2 separate regions of the Sus scrofa genome follow, and region 2 is linked to region 1. A link is a contact called in public promoter capture Hi-C data. All regions are on one chromosome and are shown on one strand. The core of a region is the stretch at or near the end of the contact, and the rest is flanking DNA. Distances in the headings are between cores, read along the strand shown.

What was found. Promoter capture Hi-C pulls out the DNA fragments that hold promoters and counts their contacts.
Region 2: a promoter capture Hi-C map of fetal liver shows a contact between it and region 1, with 2.3 times the contacts expected there. The contact joins the promoter of LIX1 here to the enhancer-like site in region 1. A contact is called at or near these places in 1 of 5 promoter capture datasets (fetal liver) and 5 of 47 Hi-C or Micro-C datasets (embryonic fibroblasts, fetal skeletal muscle, heart right ventricle and 2 more).

What each region holds. Positions count from the first base shown.
Region 1 is chr2:102,960,153-102,967,075 of Sscrofa11.1, reverse strand. The region is part of intron 6 of LOC106508433 (a long non-coding RNA gene); the gene reads right to left. Among named protein-coding and RNA genes, the nearest start is that of PCSK1, 87 kb to the left of the region's middle. Within about 2 kb of position 4,900, at least 15 of the 83 cell types and tissues checked have an H3K27ac peak or open chromatin away from gene starts, as enhancers often do. A contact at or near this core is called in fetal liver and subcutaneous adipose tissue, where this site is marked.
Region 2 is chr2:103,799,783-103,806,421 of Sscrofa11.1, reverse strand. It overlaps LIX1 (protein limb expression 1 homolog), which reads left to right and starts at 4,543. Exons shown (of 8, transcript XM_003123811.5): 1 at 4,543-6,639. RIOK2 (serine/threonine-protein kinase RIO2) reads left to right here. Exons shown (of 16, transcript XM_021085153.1): 15 at 4,091-4,130; 16 at 4,133-4,378. The coding sequence ends at 4,254.

The sequences.
Region 1 (6,923 bases), core at 3,651-6,150:
CCACGTTCAAGAGATTCAAAGCCAGGACCATTGAGTTACTAACTCATTAAAAATTAACCGAAATAAAAATTGAACCAGACTAGTACAACTTAGAACAAAGACGAAAAGCATGTTAAGCACCAGAGAGAGATGAGGGGAGGAGCCAGCTGCTTTGGCATCAAGCTCCTTCTACAGAAAGACCTGAGTTGAACGGGAATTATTTGCCAGAGTCTCCTAGAGATAAAGGTGGGCTCCTGCAGAAAATGTTCCAGATCCTAGGAAGACAACGGCACAAATTAGATAATACTGTGTCCTGGTTTAATAGCAGCCATTATGTGTTGCAAAATATAACCCTGAGGCAAACAGCAAAGACATTGCTTGGCTGAGTTTCCTTCTTGCTTTTCATACTGACTGCTTACAAAGTCGTGCCCAGTCATCTTTTTCCATTTCAAAACTGATTGCCATAACGTCTTCCTCTGATGCTTTCCTGGTTGAAAGGCCATGAGTTCAGGCAAGACTTTAACTGTCTGGGGGATGAAGATAGGATCCCACCATGCAGAGCTAAAGGCATTTTGTCCCTTTCCACCTGCAGCCTCTCCACCAGCCTCCATCAGGACTCCGGGGCAATTCCCAGAGTACCTGCTCCCTGAGCCAGCAAATCAATTACAGAAGAGTCTCATCTGAGCAGGACTCACCTCCGCTCTCCTTCAAAGACAAGACTCCACGTGCCCTGCACCAGTGTCGCTGCATTATTGTCTACATTCCTGTGACTTCAGGGTTTATGTCAAGGGTCCTCGTCATTTTAAACTCTGGGGCTTTGCCCAGATATAGCTGTGTCTCTTGATGAAACAAATCTGCAGCTCTCTCTTCTGGGTTTTCCCCAGAACACGGTGGTTTTAGCCTCATCATTTAACTCACCCACTCTTTCATGTCCCATTTATAGTGTGCAATGTCATGACCAAGAATTAGTGATAGTAATATCTTGTATTTAAAATGTGTCCTCCTTCCAGGAGACTTCACATACTTCATGATAACTACCTTGTATCCTTCCCAAAACCCCAGAAAGGAAGGTTTTGTTAGCTGTATTGCTTTTGGTTAAGCATTGTATTTTGGTTCCATTTTTACAGTTAAAATACCAAGGCACCAAGCTGCTTGAAAAATTTTCTTAGGTCATATGTTACTATCCTCACTTGGCAAAAAGCCTCCAATTGTGTTCTGATACTATTCAAATCAAGTTATAGAGCTAAAAATATTGATATCTGGCAATAGTCAAAAACCCTAAAAATCACCATTAAAGCCAGAGACCTGGACCCTCATTATTTAAGCAAGAATTAGGGAAGATGCTTTGTTACTTTTTTTTTCTTTCTTTCTTCACCATATGGAAGTTTCAGGGCCAGGGATCAAATCCCAGTCGCAGCTATGACCTATGCCCACAGCTGTGGCAATGCTGGATCCTTAACCCACTGTTGCCAGCTCAGGGATCAAACCTGTGCTCCCTCATAGACAACACCAGATCCTTAATTCCCTGCACTACAGCAGGAACTCTGCTACTTTTTTGCTCAAGTAATAGTTTTTATTTCCAAGTTAAGTGCATGTTCTATTGCTGCTTCTGAAACTTAGCAGAGGGCCCATGGGCAAGTGAATGGTGTGGCAGCCTGCTCAGCCTCCCTGCCACACGGCACCCAAAACCAGAGCCAGGATAGCACATGCATCAAGACAGAAACACAAATGGCCTTGCCAAGGTCCAAAGATCTGCACAAGAACTCCAGGAGCCAAGTATCTAGAGCATAAACAACCAGGCAGAAGTTCTCCCAGGAACAGGATGTTCTGCTGCATTTCCAGTTACCCTGGCCTCAGGGCAGGGCATCCCCTGCTCATAAGGCACCCTCCTGCCAGGATCACCTCTAGGATGAGAATAGGGTCTCCCTTGGGAAGGGCAGCAAGCCCATCCACCAAAATCATCTTTCTACATATTGAAAATTCAGTCTCTTTAGACTGAATCTCAGAGCAGTTTTCTTTGTGAGAGAAGCCATACGAACAGCTTTGCCTCCTTCAGACTCAGGGTTCAACACATTTCATTATCTAAATACATTGTTAGGGCTCATGAGTTACCTCTACTGTGACCACAGCCCAGTGAATTTAAAGCTCTCTTTTATAGAGTGAACCAGGACTAAGGAGGAAGAAGAAAGGGAAGAGGAGAATAATTAGTAAAGCAAAGCCTGATGAGGGTAGAGACAATAGCATAGGGTGATTAAGTCGCAAATCAGAGCAAAGATCCTCACATAAACAATATTTGAAACTGAACTTCAAAATGCATTTAAAATATGAGAGCAGGATAAAACTCCATCCTGGTTTTTATATTTTTGTTTGTTTTAGGGTTTTCCACCTAACATATGGAAGGTCATGCTGAGAGTTTCTTAGTGATTATGGTCTAGTTGGGCCACAACTTTCAGGAAGAAAAATATGGACACTGTTGGAGTTCCCGTCATGGCTCAGTGGAGACAAATCTTACTGGCATCCATGAGGGTGCAGGTTTGATTCCTGGCCTCACTCAGTGGGTTAAGGATCTGGTTTTGCCATGAGCTGTGGTGTAGGTCGCAGGTGTGGCTTGGATCTGGCATCGCTGTAGCTGTGGTGTAGGCCAGCAGCTACAGCTCTGATTTGACCCCTAGCCTGGGAACTTCCATATGTCATAAGTGTGGCCCTAAAAAGCAAAAAAAAAAAAAAAGATAACAAAAAATATATGGACACTATTAGTAAAGTCTATTTACTCTCTTCATTTCTCATTTCAAGACTTACCTTCCTAGTTATGCCTCCAACAAGAATTCTAAGTAGACTGAGACACCCAAAAGATTTTTTATAGGGTTCCTTAACTATGGAATCTTGAGAGAATTTTAAGTAATAATGTCTTGTATCTGTTCACAAGGTTTGGGATACTCTTTTAGCGACCTCTCTCTGATAATGGCCACAGGAGTTTGGAAAGTTACAGACAGTCTTGAAGAGAGGTGAAGCCATGGCTTGATATGAGAAATCATGTCCAAAGCCATCTAGATATGTAACTGAGAAAAGGAGTCCATCCACTGGGGCTGCTGGTCTCCTAAGACAGCAGGCCAGATTTGACCTTGGCATCATCTTTCATCTAAAGAGGCAGATGCCAAAGGAAGCATTAATGTCACCCAGCCTGGGAGGCACATGGCAAGCATAGTATACAGATGTGGCTCCCTGCAGTACAGGAGATTCACCCGGTGTCCCCAGCCTCCTCCAAGCATAAATGGACTCACAGGTATGCAGACCTCTTATCTCCCTGCTGCTTTGTTCTGGGCTTTGTGGCTTCTTCTTCCCAATCCGACTATGAACATAAATGGTGTCTGAATCATTTTTCCCTTTCTCTAGCATTCAGAGAAATTCTCAGGAGTCAATTGCCATTATAAGATAATAAATTAATTATACCTATCATCAATCATTATTACGCAGACATATAGAGATCACCATAGTTGGGCACATCATGAAATGAAAGACTTCCTTTTTTTTCCCTTGGTTGAAAATAGGGGAGAGGAAGTCAGGCTAAAGGAGGTTTACACCAGAGCTTATTGGGAAATTAAAGTGTGTCTGTGTGTTCTGCTTTCATATTATAATAGACTCTTATAAACTTCATTGTAAGTTTTACATTTGTTTTATCTCAGTTTCATTTCCAGGTTTTCATGGGATCAGGGTTCAACTAATCCATTTAAATAGAAACCCCAAATACTTTCCAAATTTTTTTCAAATACTATTATTTTTTCTTTTTAGGGCCACACCTGTGACCTATGGAAGTTCCTAGGCTAGGGGCTGAATCAGAGCTGCAGCTGCCAGCCTACACCAAGCCACATCTGCAACCTGGATCACCACAGCCGACGGCAACGCTGGATCCTTGACCCACTGAGTGAGGCCAGAGATGGAATCCACATCCTCGTGGATACTACTCAGATTCATTTCCCCTGCTCCACAATGGGAACTTTTCACATATTTTTATTTAACTTTCTAAAGATCAAATGTAAACACATAACCTCTGCAAAACAACTCTTAACCCCAGCCTGGTATTTTGTGTATACTTAGAGTATAATAAATATTTACTGATACTCCTGTTACCAGTTTTATTGCCAAAGCATTCTTTCACATGATTCTCAGTTTTCTGGATGGAGTATCACACCCCTTGATTAACAGAGGAGAGATCTAAGTTCACAGACATTCGTAAGAGAATCCGGACTAGAACTTGAATCTTCTAACTCCAAATCGAGTGCACTTTGAGGTACATCCTGCGCTTTCTCCCCAAACACTAATATGGAAGTAAATTTAAAAAATTGTGCCTCAGAGATCTGGTAAAGCATATTTTGGACAAATAGCAGAAAGAATAAAGGTCTTACTATGACAGTTTTTTCACAGGAGAAACTGCAGAACGCTGTGACATGGATAGGATATGTTCCTTTCCTGAACGCCACCTCTAGAGGGCAGCACACTCTTCATAACAAATAGATTCTCCTTGGCTTGGAAGAACAACCTGGAGTGAAAACCTAAAATATTTGATGTGCTTATAAATACTTTAAATCAGGCAGGATGCACAAACATCTCAGGTCCAGTACCCTCTTTGTGTGGGGGAGAAAGGGGCAGAAATGGGGGTGGAGCTATGAGCCTTTTCTTTCTTCCCTCTGCAAGAACAGAGGCTCTAATATTGAATATCGAATGAACTTGAAATGGCCCTTTGAATACCAACTTGACACTCCGAAGTAAAATATTTAATCTTAAAAGCAGAAACAAAGAACAGAGGGAGAACACGGTGTGTACAGGGAACTACTGCTGGTTGAGTATTGCTGGAATCCAAGTAGTAGGAGCCAAGGCCTGAGAATTAGGCAAGAGATGGCCACAGAGGGCCATGCGTGCCAGGAAAGGAAGTTGAACTTGCTGGTGTAGATTCCAGGAACCATGGAATGGCGTGGCTGAGAGGAACAGGGTCAGAATTGTGTTTAATAGGGACCATTTAGGTAGCTCTGGAAAGAGCAGAACTGAGAACAAGTCTAGAAACCAGGAGGCCAGTTAGGAGGCTGTATCTTTCCTGGAAGAGGAGGTGTGTCTGAGAACGGTAGCAATGATAGGACTGGGGCGGAGAGGGCAGATTCGAGAAACACATAGGAGGGGAAACCATCCACGTGCAGCATCAGCTGGATGAAGAGACAGAGAGAAAGGTCAGGGCTGATATTTTATAACCCTGTTCACTGGGTAGAGAGATGGTGACACAAAGAGAGTGAATTTGGAGGAAAGTTCTGCTTAGTTTTTGAGGAATCAAATCTGAAATATCTGATAAGCGCCCACTTGAAGATACCTGGCAGGTAATGGAATTGGTGAGTCTAAACCTTAGGGAAGAAATCTGAGTAGCAGGTTGAATTAGAGGGTCATTAGCATACAGGTGGTAGTTGAACTCCTGAGAGTAGATAAATGCACCCAAGAAGAGTCTCCATAATGAGAAGTAGTGTGCTGTAAACACAGACACCTGGGGCACACAAGGATGTAAGTGACGGGTGGAGAGAGAAAAACTTGCCTTTAAGAAGGAACAGAAGCGAATGAGAAAACTGGAAAATATACTATTACTTTGGAGGGCAGTAGTACATATAATCAACATTGCCAAATGCCCCCAAATGTATAGCAAGACAAAGATTGGAAAATGTCCATTGGATTTTGTAATTAGAAGGATACTCGTGGCCTCAACAAGAGCACAAGCCAGACTGCAGGGGTGCAGAGTGAATGAATGGCACACCCAGTGGTCACAGTGAGCACAGATTACTTTTTTAAAAAGTTTAGATAAGAGGAAAGAAGACATGGGACATTTTCTGGGGCATGTGAAGCCAAAGATAGATTTCCTTTTTATTTTTTTTTTTTATTTTTATCTTTAGGGCGGCACCTGTGGCATATGGAACTTCCCAGCCTGGGGTGGGGGGGGGTCCGAATCAGAGCTACAGCTGCAACCTATGCCACGGCTTGCAGCAATGCCAGATCCTGAACCCACAGAGTGAGGCCAGAGATTGAACCTGCATCCTCATGGATACCAGTCGAATTCTTAACCCGCTGAGCCACAACAAGAACTCTGATTTCTTTTTTAATGAATGGGAGGGAAACTAATAAGCTTATACTTTGAAGGGAACACACACCTGCAAGAGGAAAGCATGATGTTTCAAGAAGGAGAATAGCTTTGGCGCCTGGTCTTGGCAAGTCTAACTGGGTGGGCCCAGAACAAAAGAGGGCACCATGTCTTATGAAACTGAGGCAAGATCATGAGGGGGGGGTGTGCAACTCAGTTTCTGGATGTGGAGGAGCCAAGAGATGCGGGAAGGTCATGCTTAATTGTTTTGTAGCAGGAAAATCCATTATAAAGATATCACTTATTGCTCTTATTATTGTAGCAGTTTCCAACGAATGAACAAGTCGGCCTTTGTGTTGTGTTTCCTGGTCTTGCCTTGAATCACTTGAAATGACTTTTGTACTCCTGGGGCTGAAAGCAAGCTTCTAGGATACTAGGATGGTGACTCCTTCCCAGCCTTTTCCTTTAAGTGTTTAACTGAGATTCTCCACATGGTCGTTAAACTCCCTACTGTGTAACCGGGTCCATAGCTGAGATAAGAGTAGGCAGAACTGGTACTGAAGCTGAAGAAGGTAAGTGTGAGGCCCTGGAGGTGATCTTCCTGGAATGGAGAAAGGAGCCAGTGGGAGCAGGATGTACAAGTGCCTCAAAGCAAGGAAGTTCCTTGAATCAGTCCTGTGAAGATGGCAGGCTCTCTGAAGAGGTGGCTTATGGTCGTGAGGGGTCCTGAGCTCCCAAGACATGACAACCTGGCCACCTTGCCTGAGTCAGGCCAGGGGTGGAGTAGGGGAAATAGAGCTTCCAGCCTACAATGGACCATTTGGGCCCAGATAAT
Region 2 (6,639 bases), core at 3,294-5,793, 840 kb before region 1:
GGTTTTTGTCTTTTAAGGCCACACCCGCAGCATATGGAGGTTCCCTGGCTAGGAATCCAGTTGGAGTGTAGCTGCAGCCTACACAGAGCCACGGCAACTCAGAATTCTACATGTCAGTGAGAGCATTTGATGTTGGTGTCTCATTGTCTGACTGACTTCACTTAGCATGATAATTTCTAGGTCCTCCCATGTTGCTAAAATGCCGTTATTTTCATTCTTTTAATGGCTGAGTAATATTGCAGTGTGAATATGTACAACTCTTCTTTATCCACTCCTCTGTTGATGGATATTTAGTTGTCCATGTCTCGCTATTGAAATAGTGCTGCAGTGACATCAGAGTACATGTGTCTTTTCGAGTCATGGTTTCTCTGGATACATATCCAGGAGTGGATTGCTGGATCAAATGGTAGTTCTATTTTAGTTTTCTGAGGAATCTCCATAGAAAAAAATAATTTTTAAGTCAATGAAATTTTGAAACATCTGTTAATATGATAGAACATAGATCTCCATAAGGTTTTTTTTTTTTTTTTTTTTTTTTTGACTGCACTTGTGCATATGGAATTCCAGGCCAGGGGATCTAATTGAGCCACAGCTGTGACCTACACCACAGCTGTAGCAATGCCATTCTTACCCACTACACTGACTGAGTCAAACTGGCACCACCACAGAGATATGCAGATCTTAATCTTCTATGCCACAGTGGAACTCCTATTTAAGTATATCACCTGTCTCTATAAGAATTTCTGGAGTCTTTGTAGCTCAGCAGCTTCAGGATTGATGTTAGTCTCATAAGGATGGTAGTTCAATTCTTGGCCTTGCTCAGTGGATTAAGGATCTGCATTGCTGCAGGCTACAGCATAGGCCTCATCTATGGTCCATGTTGTTCATGGCTGTGGTGTAGGCCTCAGCTGCAGCTCAATTGACCTCTGGCTGGGAACTCGTATGCACAGTACTGCCATAAAAGAAAAAAAAGAATTTCTCATACTTTGTCATTGCCTGTCACCTGTGCTTTGATATAACTTGCTGAGATTTTTTACCCTCCTTTCTTTGTGTCTTAGAGTCAACGTAGTCCTTTTATCTAATACAGTGTGTGAAATTGACAATTCTATACATATAAAGAAAATTACTGATCTGCTCCTTGCTTAAATTTAGGTTATGCCCTTTCTGAATGTAAGATGGTGACCCTAACGTTGTCTTTAGTTTGACTTTATCCTTTTAATTTAACAGCGAACAGCAGAACTTATGTTTTAAATGTGATCAAGCCTATAGATACATTGCATTATAAACACAAATTTGCCATTAGTATAAGAGGAAGAAGATCTCTTTAACCTAACTGATCAAAAAGATTTCCTCTAATCACTGGAAACAAAGTGATCATTTTAACTTGGCATCTTTGAAATTTGGTCTTACTATTTCCTTGAGGTCATACTCCATTTTTGGTAGAAGGTTAGGAGAAAATATAGTTTATTTATTACCTTTGCTAATTTGATAATTGTTTTATGTCTGCACAGGGAAAAGATTTCTCTGTGTTTCTTTAAATTAGAATTGTAAAATCCATTTTCCCCTGTAATAATTTTATAGTTCCCTGTTTATTGGCAAAGTTGCATTATGAATCCTATTCTTTCTAATATGTAACAGAATTAAATTATAATTAAACATTAGAGTATATTGGCTTTTTTAATGGTATATGAAAGTTTCCAGGCCAGGGATTGATCCAAGCCAGAACTGCCACCTACACTGCAGCTGCAGCACCACCAGATTCTTTAACCCACTATCTAGGCTGGGAATTAACCTGTATCTCTGCATCGACCAGGCCACTGCAGTCAGATTCTTAACCTACTATACCACAGTGGGAACTCCTAACATAAATTAATTTAAATAGAAATGCATATGACCAGGAGTTCCCATTGTTGCTCAGTGGGTTATGAATCCAACTAGTATCAACGAGGATGCGGTTCGATCCTTGGTCTCACTGAGTAGGTTAAGGATCCATTGTTTCTGTAAACTGTGGTATCACCCGCCAACTGCAGCTCTGATCAATCCCTAGGCTGGGAACTCCATATGCACAGGTGTGGCCATTGGAGATAAAAAAAAACCAATGCACATGGCCACCAACTACAAACAACAAAACAATGAAGTACATGATTTTCATTCATTTTTTTAAATGTATCCCTGAAATGATACACATGTACAGTTGACCCTGATCAACACTTATTTGAATACCCGTTCCGTTTATATGCAGACTTTTCAGTGGTAAAGAAATTCAGTTGGTTGAATCCACAGATGCAGAGGAGCTTCTGGTGTGGATGGATTTTTGACTGTGCAGCAGGTCACTGCTCATACCCTCATTGTTCCAGGATCAACTGTATTTTATTTATATATATTTATATATGTGTGTGTGTGAGTTCTTCTCTCACTTTTTCTAACATGAAAGTTAACCTCGTAGGATTTGTAAAATTGTTCGGATTAGGAGGAATACATGCATAATAATACATTATTTCTTATTTTCTTTAGCTGCTGAATTTGATTGTCTTTTGGCTCACTGAAGTAAAGACCAAGGGAAAATTAAGTAGAATATTTAGAAAAGAAATTTTTTTTTTCTTGGAACTGTCATGGAGCCCTCTGTCTGAATCCACTCCTTGCACACACTCTACTATTGTCTCAGTTTCCTATCTGTTGGGTGCATCTTTCCTATTTCATCTCTTTTTCTTAACTATTTTACTGCTTTGGCTGTATGGAGTTTAGTAGTCATTTGAGTGAATTTTGAGGGGAATTTTATTACTAAAATGTCTTTTTATTCTGTCTTCACACTTGATTGAGAATTTAAGTGTTAGAGTTGTGGTTTGGAGATAATTTTCCTTCAGACTTCTGAAGTTATTTCTCCATAGTCTTGCTGTAATTGAGAAGATGCTGAGAAGATTTAGGTTTATGGTTTCCTACTAAGGTAGAAAGGCTGTGATAGTTTGTAGGCCAGTCACTCCTATGTTAAACTTTGAGCTAATCCTAATGCTTTCAGTACTGAAACTTCTGGGATACCAGCCAGGTCCTCATAAGATTCTGGCCCTTGGACGATCAGCCTCTGCAGGAACTTGAATTCTGATTCTTCTGTTCCCTTTCTCTTCTCCTACCTTTCCTCTCATTGAGAATCATTAGACTGAAAAAAGAGGGATCACTTATTAAAGCCCATTTACCTAAATGCTACGTAAAATAATCCAAAGTTTACATTTAACTTACGTGACCCAGAGTTATAGTCCAGGAAATACATTTGATAGACTAGTTTTTCTATCCCTTTTTATCTCTCAAATCCATTACTCTTTAATTTTTACCTTGACAAAATTTTAATAAATGATTCTTTGTGCTAGCATAGGATAGGGCCTGTTAAGAAGAGACCCTTGCTTCAACAGTTTCAGCACTTCTTTCTTTAGGAGACTGGTTGGATGATGGCAAGGTTATATTACAATTAAATAACAAGCTATAGTGATTCACAGGAAAGAAAAAAGTTATTGTGAATGGACTGGTCAGATTTTTCTTCATCTTGTAAATCATGTGAGATTAGCAGCCTATGTCTTGAGTGATAAGAGAGAACTTGAATTTATGGTTATTCACCATGTGAAAACATACTGTTTCTTCCAGAAACTATATGAGGACTTTTCTATGGGTAACTGTACCATCAGGGTCATTTCTACACAAGTTATGAAGGCACTCCTGCATATGTTTTGACCAGTAGTAAATGCTTTCAAACATAATTTTCCACTACAAAGTTTGGGGTTTTAGTTGGTGAGTTGGTTGGTTTTTCCTAGTTTTACCTATAGACACTAGGTGGCACTATGATGATTTGTTATTCAAAGAATTATCAACTACATACTATATTTTGCTAAAATCTATTTGTTAGGAATTTAATTCCTCCTGTTTTTGTAACAGTTGGTGTTTTATTTTATTGATGGTTCACATAGTACTGTCAATTTTTGGAATTTTAAAATATGCTTTTAACAGAAATTTGAAAAATATTAGCAATATAAATGTTTTATTGAATGTTTATACCTTGTCAAATGTCAATAATTAGTAATACTAATTCATGAAATATTTCTAGGAATTGGTGAAACAGAAGGTGAGACGTCAGTTGACAAAACAGCAAAATCAGCTGTCAGACGTCGATTGCAGAAAGGAGAAGCAAATATATTTACCAAGCAACGGAGAGAAAACATGCAGAATATTAAATCAAGCTTGGAAGCAGCTACCTTTTGGGGAGAGTAATATTATTCAAGATCTTGACTATTTTTCATTCAGCTACTCTGATCCCTTCTTAAGCCACCTTCAGTATTTTTTGGACCAAGACAGATACATATAAATAGATAAATAAACCCTCTTTCTTGATAAATTTGACTCATTCAATATATGTCTTCTAAAGAGTAACTAGAAATTCTGCTAAAGCAATCCAACTTTCCAAGTAATTTTTATTAGGAATATTTACATATTTAAAAGAATCTTAATATCACTGTTTTTGTTTTTTGTTCTCAAACAGGTATATTGCTTTGTTTCATATACCAGCTTTTCTTCTTAGAAACAACCTTAGCCAAGTCTTAATTCTTTCTCCCTCTCTCTTCCTTCTGGCTCATCAGCTTTCTCACTGTTAACATTGGATTTATAACCACTTTGTATCACTGTTTTGTTTGTTTGTTTATTTGGCCATACCCACAGGGTGTGGCAATTCCTGGACCAGAAATCAAACCTGCACTATACCAGTGACCTGAGCCACAGTGGTGACAGTGCTGGATCCTTAACTTGCTTCACCACCAGAAAATTCCTATAATGCTGTTTTGAGGATTGCGTGAGACAATGTGCAGAAAGCACTTTATAACAATGCCTGGCACTTTAAAGTGTAACTGTTGGAATGATAATTATAATGATGTTTATCTTTCTGAAAATCTCCAAACAACTTGGTTGCAGTTTATTTAGCCACTGGAAGAATTCACTGTCATCTGTTTTATTTAGTCTCTAGTATTAAGGATAAGCCAGTCATGCCTAATTTTATTTTCTGTTATTTAAATTGATAATGTTCATGGAATAGAAACTTTAAATAGTCCCACCATGATTTTTACAGTTGCTGTTTTTACAGTTTTGTAGCCTGACAGAAGTAGAAAAGTTAGAGGTGGGGAAAGGTAAAGAGATAAGAAGTGAAAAGTTCTTTCTGGTATTTTTAGTTGAGTAGGTCTTAAATATATCTCATGTCGAAATTAGCAAATAGAGTTGATCCTTGGACAATATGAGTTTGAACTGCAAGAGTCTAGTTATATATGGATGTTTTTCAGTAAATACATACTATAGTAAGTTTTGTGTGATCTCAGGTTGCCTGAATTTGCAGATGTGGGAGGACTGACTCTAAGGTTATAGGTGGATTTTTGACTTGGGGTGAGTGTCAGTGCTCTTGAATCCCACGTTTAAGGGTCAGCTGTACTCACTGAGAGCCAGAAAGAAAGACAATACATAAGACGTGGTTTCTTCCTCAAAGACTTTATAATCCAGTGAGATGTGATTAAGTATACCTCTCTGATGATACTCCAGTCTCATCAGCATGCCCATTATTTCAGAAAAGGGTATGTCACCTGCAGTGAAAAATGGCCACTAGATGGCATTGTCACCCCATCATCACCAAATAGGACTTTCTTGAATTACTTGGATCTGTGGTTACGATTGTCCAGGAGAAATAACAAATTCTTTTCCAAGATTGATAAAGCCAGCAGATTCCCTTTCACCTTTGTAAAATTAATTCTACTGGCCATTTGCAAGACCTATCTAATAAATTCATCTTAATGGTACAGATGCAGGAAAATGTCAAATCTAATCCCTTGAAAAGTACACTAATTTTCAAAGTATTTACATAATTTTGAATTTTAGGCATGTTTATGTCTTTCAATTCAGGTATTCACTTTTTGTAATCTGTCTACCTTAAAGCATTTTAATAATATAAAATAATGTTGAAAACAGCTTAGTAGAACCATAAGATGTTGATTTTGGAATACATTTTCTCATATTCAGAGTTTCAAAAGTAAATTGGAAATGAAACTGTATAACCTCACTCTGTGCAGCTTTGTTTGGTTGACTCAGTTCACCTTTGGGTATTTATTATATAAAAAACTTTATTATTTGAGGAACTCAGAGGGCAAATAAAAAATTCTTACCCTTAATATTCTAAGATTTCTTGTGAGTCACAGAACAAATTAGTCAGATGCACAAACCGGAACAAATTATTCTGGGTCCAATCACAATTATTTTTTAAAGATGTTTTTGAGTAGCCATCATTTAGAAAATAGAGGCTTTGCCTTATCAGACAGGATGTAACCCTCTCATTTTAAAACATGAATAGTAAGAAATTTTTTAATTTTTAAAATTTAGTTTTATTTGGTCGTGCCCCTAGCATGTGGAAGTTCCCAGGGCCAGGGATCAAACCTGTGCCACATCAGTGACAATGACAGATTCTTAACTGCTAGGCCACCAGAGAATTCCAGAAGGAAAAATTTAAAGTATACTACTAATGTAATAAAACTGTATTGTGACTCAAACATCCATTGAGTCTGGGAGTTTCAGATTTGAATCTTAGTTCTACCATGTCCCAAATCTTATGTACCTTCTGTGTCTTCT